2 separate regions of the Mus musculus genome follow, and region 2 is linked to region 1. The links are chromatin contacts, called in public Hi-C maps. All regions are on one chromosome and are shown on one strand. Each heading gives the region's core, a stretch centred on a gene start, on an enhancer-like site or on the middle of the called end of the contact. The rest is flanking DNA. Distances are from core to core; before and after follow the strand shown. Region 1 has its middle 86 kb from the start of Stmnd1. Region 2 holds the start of Stmnd1 (stathmin domain containing 1).

The links. A called contact is a pair of places that touch in the nucleus more often than the background predicts.
Region 2: a contact with region 1 is called in a Hi-C map of uterus, with 5 times the contacts expected there. The contact joins the promoter of Stmnd1 here to the enhancer-like site in region 1. A contact is called at or near these places in 4 of 484 Hi-C or Micro-C datasets (brain, nephron progenitors and uterus).

What each region holds. Positions count from the first base shown.
Region 1 is chr13:46,185,978-46,190,271 of GRCm38.p6, forward strand. No RefSeq gene overlaps it. Among named protein-coding and RNA genes, the nearest start is that of Stmnd1, 86 kb to the right of the region's middle. Within about 2 kb of position 1,969, at least 2 of the 459 cell types and tissues checked have an H3K27ac peak or open chromatin away from gene starts, as enhancers often do. A contact at or near this core is called in uterus, where this site is marked.
Region 2 is chr13:46,271,479-46,275,772 of GRCm38.p6, forward strand. Stmnd1 (stathmin domain containing 1) reads left to right here and starts at 2,243. Exons shown (of 5, transcript NM_001005422.1): 1 at 2,243-2,426. The coding sequence starts at 2,340.

The sequences.
Region 1 (4,294 bases), core at 719-3,218:
TACTACATTCATTGGATCTCCCAATGTCTGTAGCCTGACTTTTGATCCTACCATTATCCTGAAGCCATCTTTGCCAAGATGGCTGCCACATGCAATGGACTTTCTGCTCCTTATTTTGTTCAGCCATATTATGAAATCTGGTACCATCTCTTCCTTTGAAATTCTATTCTTCCTTGACTTAACTGACACTGGGGACACTCTGTCTAAATTGCATCACGAACACATAATGCTATCCCAGACAGACGTCCAAATCTTCGGTCTTTCTCCTTGTACTCACATCCCACAGAGACTCTTAATTTAACAAGCTCCAATATGAACTATCAGCTCTTCTGTATGAAACACTAAGTAAAACTGACAAGTCAGCTCTTTCTCATCTCCTCCTTTCTCCCCTCCCCCTTCTTCTTTCCTGCTTTGCTGATAATTTAACTAAGGTTTCTTGAAACATCAAGTGTCTAGGTACTTGGCCCCAAGTTTGCAATGATAAATGAGATTTCAGAGGACAACAAACATCAGCGAATCCATGTATTCCCATAACAGTAAGAAGAACACTAGAGGTCTTTGGGAGGGATCCTGAAGCAGGATAGAAGAAAAAGTGATTATACAAAGGAAGAGTGAGATTGGTCAGCCAGGAAAGGCTCCCGTGAATAAATGAGATCATTTTTCTCTCAAATCACTGCTGGACTGCTCGCACCAATCACCAGGTCATCACCACACAGGGAGCCTGAGATTGTCCTTAGAGCTACCATCTATATCCATCTAGAGTCCATATGTATGCAAGCATCTCTCGAAATGTATCCTTGCCAGCCGGGCATGGTGGCACACGCCTTTATTCCCAGCACTCGGGAGGCAGAGGCAGGCGGATTTCTAAGTTCGAGGCCAGCCTGGTCTACAAAGTGAGTTCCAGGACAGCCAGGGCTATACAGAGAAACCCTGTCTGGAAAAGAAAGAAAGAAAGAAAGAAAGAAAGAAAGAAAGAAAGAAAGAAAGAAAGAAAGAAAGAAAGAAAGAAAGAAAGAAAGAAAGAAAGAAAGAAAGAAAGAAAAAAAAATGTATCCCTGCCATTCAGCCTAACTTCCATTATACCGCCAGTTCTAATGGCAGCAGAACAAGGAGGTCCTCTACTCTGACTCCCCTGGAGTCGGCAATCTCTGCACTTCCTGGGTGCTTGATCTCTGGCTGTTGGATTCAAGAAAGCTCCAGAGGCATCATTTCACTAAACTCCAAATCCAACCACATTCTTCCCCTGTTTATGATTCTCCAGTATCCTCCACACAATCAATCGAAGGAGAGGAGCAGGGCAGATGGGTCAGCCAGTAAAGTACTTGCCTTGGAAGTACAAAGAACTGAGTTTGCCCCCTGGGAACCATGTTTTCTCAAAAGCTGGCATGGTGGCAAGTTCTCATCATCAAGGGGACAGGGACAAGAGGGTCTCTAGAACTTGCTGGGAAAACAGCCCAGTCTCCTCGGTGAATCCTAAGCCAGTGTCTCCAAAAGTATGATGGGCTGCTGAGATGGCTCAGCCGGTAAAGGCACTTGCTGCCAAGTTTGATCTCTGGATCTCACTCGATGAAAGAAGAGAACACATATGCTGAAGTATATGTGCACTACCTAGCCCCACATATGTGTTTTTTTTAAAGAAACAAATAAGGCAAATGGTACCTAAAGAGCAATAGCTGAGGTTGTCCTCTGGCCTCCACATGCGCTCACACATAGATGCACACACACACACACACACACACACACACACACACACACACACACACACAGTCACACACCAGCTTCATTCTCACCAATTCCCCATTCACTGTTATTTTAGTTACAGGTCTGTCAAGCAGACATACCATATTCTTTTAAGTCTACATGCCTTTGATTGTTCTGTGCCTTCCCGTGAACTGCGGGCACCTTCTGATCCTTAAGACAAACTTTTGTTCATCCTCGGAGACTCGGTTCTGGATTCATCTCTCTCTTATGCATCCCGTCTGACCAAATAAGGTTGTGACTTATGCTTGACCCACACTGTTCTCTGGCTCCCTCTGTGTTTATCTCTAATTATGTCTCTGACATATTTACATATTCTCTTACTCCATAAAATTGTGAGCTTCATGAAGATGGGAAGTCGGAGGACAAGCATCAGCCTAATTAACATGTGGTGTCACTTTGGAGTCGGAGACAAAATCAATCAGAAGTACAAAGGCAGGCAGATGCCCCTTCCTTCCTCCCTCCACACACTGCCGTCTCTCTGGGAGAAATTACAGTTTTGTTTTTTAGAAGGAGGCAGTCAGGTGTGTGATATATTTAGAAAGATTTCTATTAAAATGGTTGGGATCTTGAAAAAAAATATTTGGAGATGTTCAGAGGATACACTTTAATTATCTGAGGACTCATCGGTACAAAACATTTTATTGCCTCCCCGTGCAAGAACAAAGGGTGCAGGCAAAGGGGCAGTACACACAAAGGCACCTTTTGAGCCCATGCGTGGTTATACACTCCGAGGGTGATTTGCACTTGTTGAAGCCACAGAGGAAAACGAGCAAGGTGACAGATGAAAGCTAGGCTGTGGAGGAGGCTGGAAAACAGCGATGATGCTGTTGGAGGGACAGAGTCGGGGCACCTGAAAGAGAATGTTCTTCCTTCAGACACGACGGCACCCGTGGCTGATGTTGACTTTTCATAATTACCACTCCTCCCTCGCCGCTCATCTCCCTGACTAGAAAAACACGATTAGGAATATTAATCATCTTAGTCAAATCCATCGACCTAAGAAAACACTCTATAAATTTCAGCAAAACTGGATCTGAACAAACAGGGAGCAAGCATGCCTGGAGTAGCCATGCAAATGCAGGTGGCCCAGTTTGTATCCTCAGGAACAAAGCAGTCAGCCTCGGTAGATATTAAGTAGTGGAGTATTAGCCTTGGGCTAATGCCTCTTCTGGAAACGTCATAAAAGAAAAGGACAGACATTAGAGAACCTGGCATTGCTGGCACACACACTTGCAGCCAGGGGGCACTGAGCCACTCAGGACTTGAAGGTAAGAAGATCAGAAGTTTGAAGTTGTCTTCATCTAAATAGCAAGTTCGAAACCAGCCAGAGCTATATGAGACCCTCCTTTTCATTTTTTCAGAAATAAAAATAAAGGATGAGGATTTTTAATTTTAATAATTGGCTATTTTAATTGGCTTTTAAGCAATTACAAGGCAGCTTTGTCTTGATTTCAGACGCTTGACATCCGTTTAGAAAATTTAAAACACGGGGCTCAGACACAGGTTAGTTAGCAAAGTGTTGGCCTTGCCATCAGAAGAACCTGAGTTTGATCGCCAGGATCCATGTTAAAAAGAAAGCTGGTTGTGGTAGCACACACTTGTGATACCAGACAAGGATCCCTGAGGCTTGCTGGCCAACCAGCCTAACCTGTATAGTCAACTTTGGGTTCAGGAAAGATAGTATCTCAAGATTAATAAATAACCAAAACAAACAAATAAAGACGTATCGTGTGGATGGCTCCCGGGGGAAATCTGAGATTTTCCTTTGGTTTTTGAATATACACACCACTAAAGAAAAGAGTGAATGCCTCCAGAAAGAAGACAGTGATGCTAATGTCACATGACCATGCAAGAGGCCAACTTGCTGATAGATTAATAACTAATATTCACAGGAAACATAATGAGAGCCATGCTCAGGCATAGTCTTCAATCTGTCTCATGTCCCTGACCATGCACAGCCAAATGATTATAAGTTGGCCATCCAGTGTTGAAGAATAAAAGACAGGATGATAGGAGAATAAAGGAAGCAAGTAGGGAAGGCTTTCCATACAAGTCCTAAAAGCCATTTACAGAAACTTGGAGGAGTGTTTTGAATGCAGAAGACCTGGCAGCAAGTAGGAAGGCTCAGCTCTCTTCTATTGAGAACTTGGCTCTCATGAGTGGCCTGGGGAGACAGGCGTTGCTTTTTCAGGAGGCATGCAGAGAAACAACAGCCACCTGGCATCCTTCTTGCCAGCATCTTTCACAAACAGCACACAACAGTAGTTCAGCTGAACAGCAGATGACCATAAAGCACTCAGAGCTAAGTGAGCTCTCTGAGCAGAGACAAGAACCCTGGAGGCACCTGGCAAACGTAATGGTAGAATATATTTTTTTAACTTCTTGTTTTTCCCTCTTGACTGAAATCACCCCTTCTAGTCGCATGCTTGTAGTTGATAGGGATTTAGCAGAAGAACCCAGAAGGAGAACGAGAAGGGTAAAGGTATTGCTGAGGGACTTCTTGTCCATTCTTCAAAAGATCACTGAAAGGCCA
Region 2 (4,294 bases), core at 993-3,492, 86 kb after region 1:
GGAGAGGTGGGAGAAGGGGAGAGGAGGTGAGTGACAGAGGAGAAAAAGAGAGACAGACAGAGATAGAGAGACAGAGAGACAGAGAAACACACAGAGGCAGAGAGACACGGAGAGGTGGGGGAAGGGGGAGAAGAGGTGAGGACAGAGGAGAGAGAGACAGATTGGAGAAGGGAAGAAAAAGTGGAAAGAGAGAGAGAGAGACTGAGTATCCTGTTTTTTCCATGCTAACTGACAAAGGCCCCTTCTCTCCACCAGGAAGGAGAGACATGACAGTAGAGGACCATCACCGATTCCACTTGGGATTTTGGTGTAGAGAGCGCTACACTGAGGCCAATGTGCCCCTCCTCCCTTTAATACACGTGGTGATAATACCCCCTCCCCCCACCATCTTCCTCCTCCCTCTTCTCTTCCCTTTCTTCCTTTTCCATTTTTTATTTTGAAGTAATAAGGGATGTTCTATACCATTGCTACTCCCAGTCTCTATTTTTTTTAACCATTGTTTTCAACATAATTCAATGTAAGGTTATGAGATTTAGTTTTGATACCAGCTGGTTTAGCAGCTGGGACCCATCAGTGCTAGCGAGGGACTCTTCCACACCAGCAGGAACTAGCCCCAGCACACTCCTAAGAAAGGGGTGTTTTCATAGTTTTGGACCATAGACTTAGGATGCTTTAGAAAATGCCTACACAACACATTTTGGTACCACCCCATTCACTCCCTGAAAACAGATCGCTTCAAAGAAAACACAGGTATCTGCTACAGTTACTCTCCAGTTTTATCAACATGGGTTGAACTTTCCCAGGAACATTTTATAAGTGCACTTTGGGTTGGATAATCCTAGGTGAGATTTTTCCAAAGTAACTTAGTTCAGCCATGAGCCTGTGTTTCTAGAGGTTGACATCATTAACAAATCTTCATTGTTCTGTTTCCTAGTTTTAAGACTTGGACTTGGGTTTGATACATCTTTCTCCATGTTAGTAAAACTTTGACAAACACCATTATTTGAGCAGCAACAGAGTGGCTGAAAAATAAACCCTGAAATGATGATTCACACCTATAATCCCAGTACTTGAGAGGCTGAGGCAGAGGGATTTCCATGAGTCAGAGACAGGCTTGTGTTCTGTACTGAGGATCAGGCTATGTAGACCTGCCTGTCTCAAAAAGGTCAAAAATAAAAATTTTAAAGTAATTTCATACACTGTCATCACAACACTTGTGAGGCAGAGGCAGGAAGATCTGGAGTTCAAGGTCATCCTGAGCTATATAGTAAGCTGAGGTCAGCCTGGACCCCAGCAAACAAATGTGCACTTTATAATCTAGCTATTTAGAGCAGAGCTGGCCTCGGGATTCATTGGGAAGATCTTGGGAGTTTTACATTTCCAGGAAGCCTGGGATGCGTTTTCCAGTTGTTTGGAGAAGCAGAGGGACAGAACTGGCCTCCTGGGTCCTGGTCACAGCTCCTCCTCTGTAACTAGCTCCCTGGAGATCTTAGGAAAGTCACGTGGCTCCCCTAAAGCCTAAATGTATAGCCTTGAAAACAAAGGGTTGAGACATATCAAGCATCTTTTCGACTCCACCTTCTTAGTCCTCAAGAAGGGAAAAAGGATTAAAGTTCTGAAGCTTACTGCTAGTGTGAGCAACCCACAGTTCCCTGCTCCGCCTCTCTTGACAAGGTGCGGGGCAGGGGGCGGGAGGGGGGATGACACCCTGTTGGTTTCATTCTCTGTACAATGTAGAGATTCCTCTCCCCCCCCCGCCCCGCCCCCTCTCCCGCCCCGCTGCACAACCGTTCCTAAAGTGGACTTTGCAAGTCGAAAATGATTTCCAGATCCGCTGGCAGCCGCAGAGCTATTTGTGGTCCTGAGTGATTTTCACCCATGAAGCGGGGTTTATTTCTTATGTGACCATCCTGTGGCATTTAATTGTCTTCTGCTGGCTGTCTGCATCGTGGCCTGCCACAGGCTGCTGCTGCTGATGTGATGCCTGAACCAGATAAGGGGTATGGGGGAGGGCCCTGCGGCGCAGGGCAAAGAAAAAGAAATGAGTGTCCAGTCCAGCCGGTTGCTTAGACTCAGCCCTTCCCTCCCCTCCCTCCTAGAAGAGAATTGGATGGCTTCTCAGATCTTTTAGTTTTCCCTTGCAAAAGTCACATCCTGCCTCACTCAGGTCCCTGGTCTGTGTGACTGTGACGCCTGTTTATTATGGCAACAGTTTCCAGCAACTGCCCAGATGCTGAGCCTGGAGGTATGGGAGGAGGGCGTGCTGGGCCCTGACTGGGGAACAAGGACTCCAGGACAAGATAGAAGCTCCAGGGGGCACAGCCTAGAGAGGAGGAGCAATGGGCTGTGGACCTTCCCAGCAAAAGGAGGACCAGAGCCAGAGCCGCATACCCTCTCCCAGGAAGGGCTGGGAAGAGGGATCCAAGGTAACAGACAATCACAGACCTTGTGGGAGCACACGCCTGGACTACATAGTGAACACTGGAGCTGCGTGCATAGCAAGACACTGTCAGAGAGAGCAGAAGGGAGGACACAAGAGGAGAAAAGAGAGGACAGGGAGGGGAGGGGAGGGGAGGGGAGGGGAGGGGAGGGGAGGGGAGGGGAGGCAGATTTCCCACACTTCCACACTTAGGAAGCTCTGAAGTGATCTGGAGCCAGTGGGCAGTTTACCACCCTCTTAGTAGGTATGTTACTGAGGATGTGAACCAAGAGAGACTGCCAGAATAAACCAAGAGTTTATTCTGCCACTGTTGGCTGGTGTCTCTAAATCAAGAAAGTGTGCATGCCTCTGTATATCTGCATCTGCAGACACATGCATGAGGTCACAGCCCCGGCAGATGCAGGCCCACAGGAGGGGTAGTGGTTTCTGCCATCAACCTAATGTCTCATGGGAAGGCGGGAGTTCCTGAGTGGGGCCAGCTAGTGTTGGTCCTGGAACAGCCCTTCCTCTGTATTTCTTTATAGCACACAGAGCTCTGTCAACCATCGAGCTACATCATCTGGGTTGTTCAGCTTTGGGGGACAAAGCTAGAGGGAATCTGGTTTTTTAGATTCCCCTTCCAATCCACTGTGCCTCAGTTTGTATCATTTACCTGGAGATATCGGGGGAAGTTCCCACAGGGCAGTGGGGGTCAGAGGCTGGGCTGTTTAGCATCTTTCCCTGACTCTACAATAAGGGTTAGGCCCCGACAGACCTAATAAGTCAGGCTTGGCCATTTATACTCCATCAGCCCATTAAAAAATAGTGCAAAGTAGGAAAATTTTTAATTTTTTTTCAATATGGCCACATTGGAAGAAGAACAAAAACAGAGATTCAGAGACTTCCCAAGTCTGTCTTTGGGGTTCTGATGTGACCTGTAGGTCTGAACTGAGGAAGGGCTGGCTTAGTTGGTAAGGGTATTTATACCAAGCCTGAAGACTCAAGTTCAATGCCCTGGTGCCACATGGTAGATGGTGCCCTGACTCCTTAAAACTATTTCCTGAGCTCCATAAATGTGCGCACACACATACAAATGTAATTAACATGTTTTAGGGCAAGAAGCACCAATAATGAATCAGTCTTGATCCTGGTATGGTCTTGCCCATCACTGACGCCATCATGGTCTCAGCTCCAGACTCTCTCTGTCAGACCTGTGTGGGAAAGCCAAAGCCTGCCTCTAACAGAGACTCAGCTGTTCTCTCTCCTAGCCTGAGACTCGGGGAGAAATTCCAACTTCTGGGGGACCTTTGTCTCACTAGTCAAATAGCTAGAGGGAAGGGCACAAGGGTCTCTTTAGAATTCTTTCTCTTCTGTCAGGAAAGTTATAGTTTCACCTATAGAATGGGCATCTCATTGGTATCAAGACCTCAACTCATGGGGGGTGACCCAAGGAGAGGTCCACCACATACTCCCTCAAAATTGCACTTTCGAAGAGTGAAGGAGAGCCTGCAACCCCCTTTCTCAGGCTGGGGGAAGCATCTCGCAGCCACTCAGGGCCACCGTTTCCACAAGGCATTCTTCGGGCTGCTGTGTGAAAGGCATCCACTGTCTTCTCATGGTGTGAGCATGCTCAGGGACCAGTGATGGTACCCCGCATGGGTGTGGCACATCTGAGCCCCTGGAGTGGATGTAAAAAGCAAGCCTGAAGGATGGGGCTTGTGGCTCAGTGGGAAGAGTGCTGGCCTAGCATGTAAAAGCCCTGGCTTTCATCCCAGCAATGTAGAACTCAGGTGTGCTAGTGTATACCTGTGATCCCAGTGCTCGGGAAGCAGGGGGATCGTGAATTCAAGGTCGCCCTTAACTACAGAGTGAGTT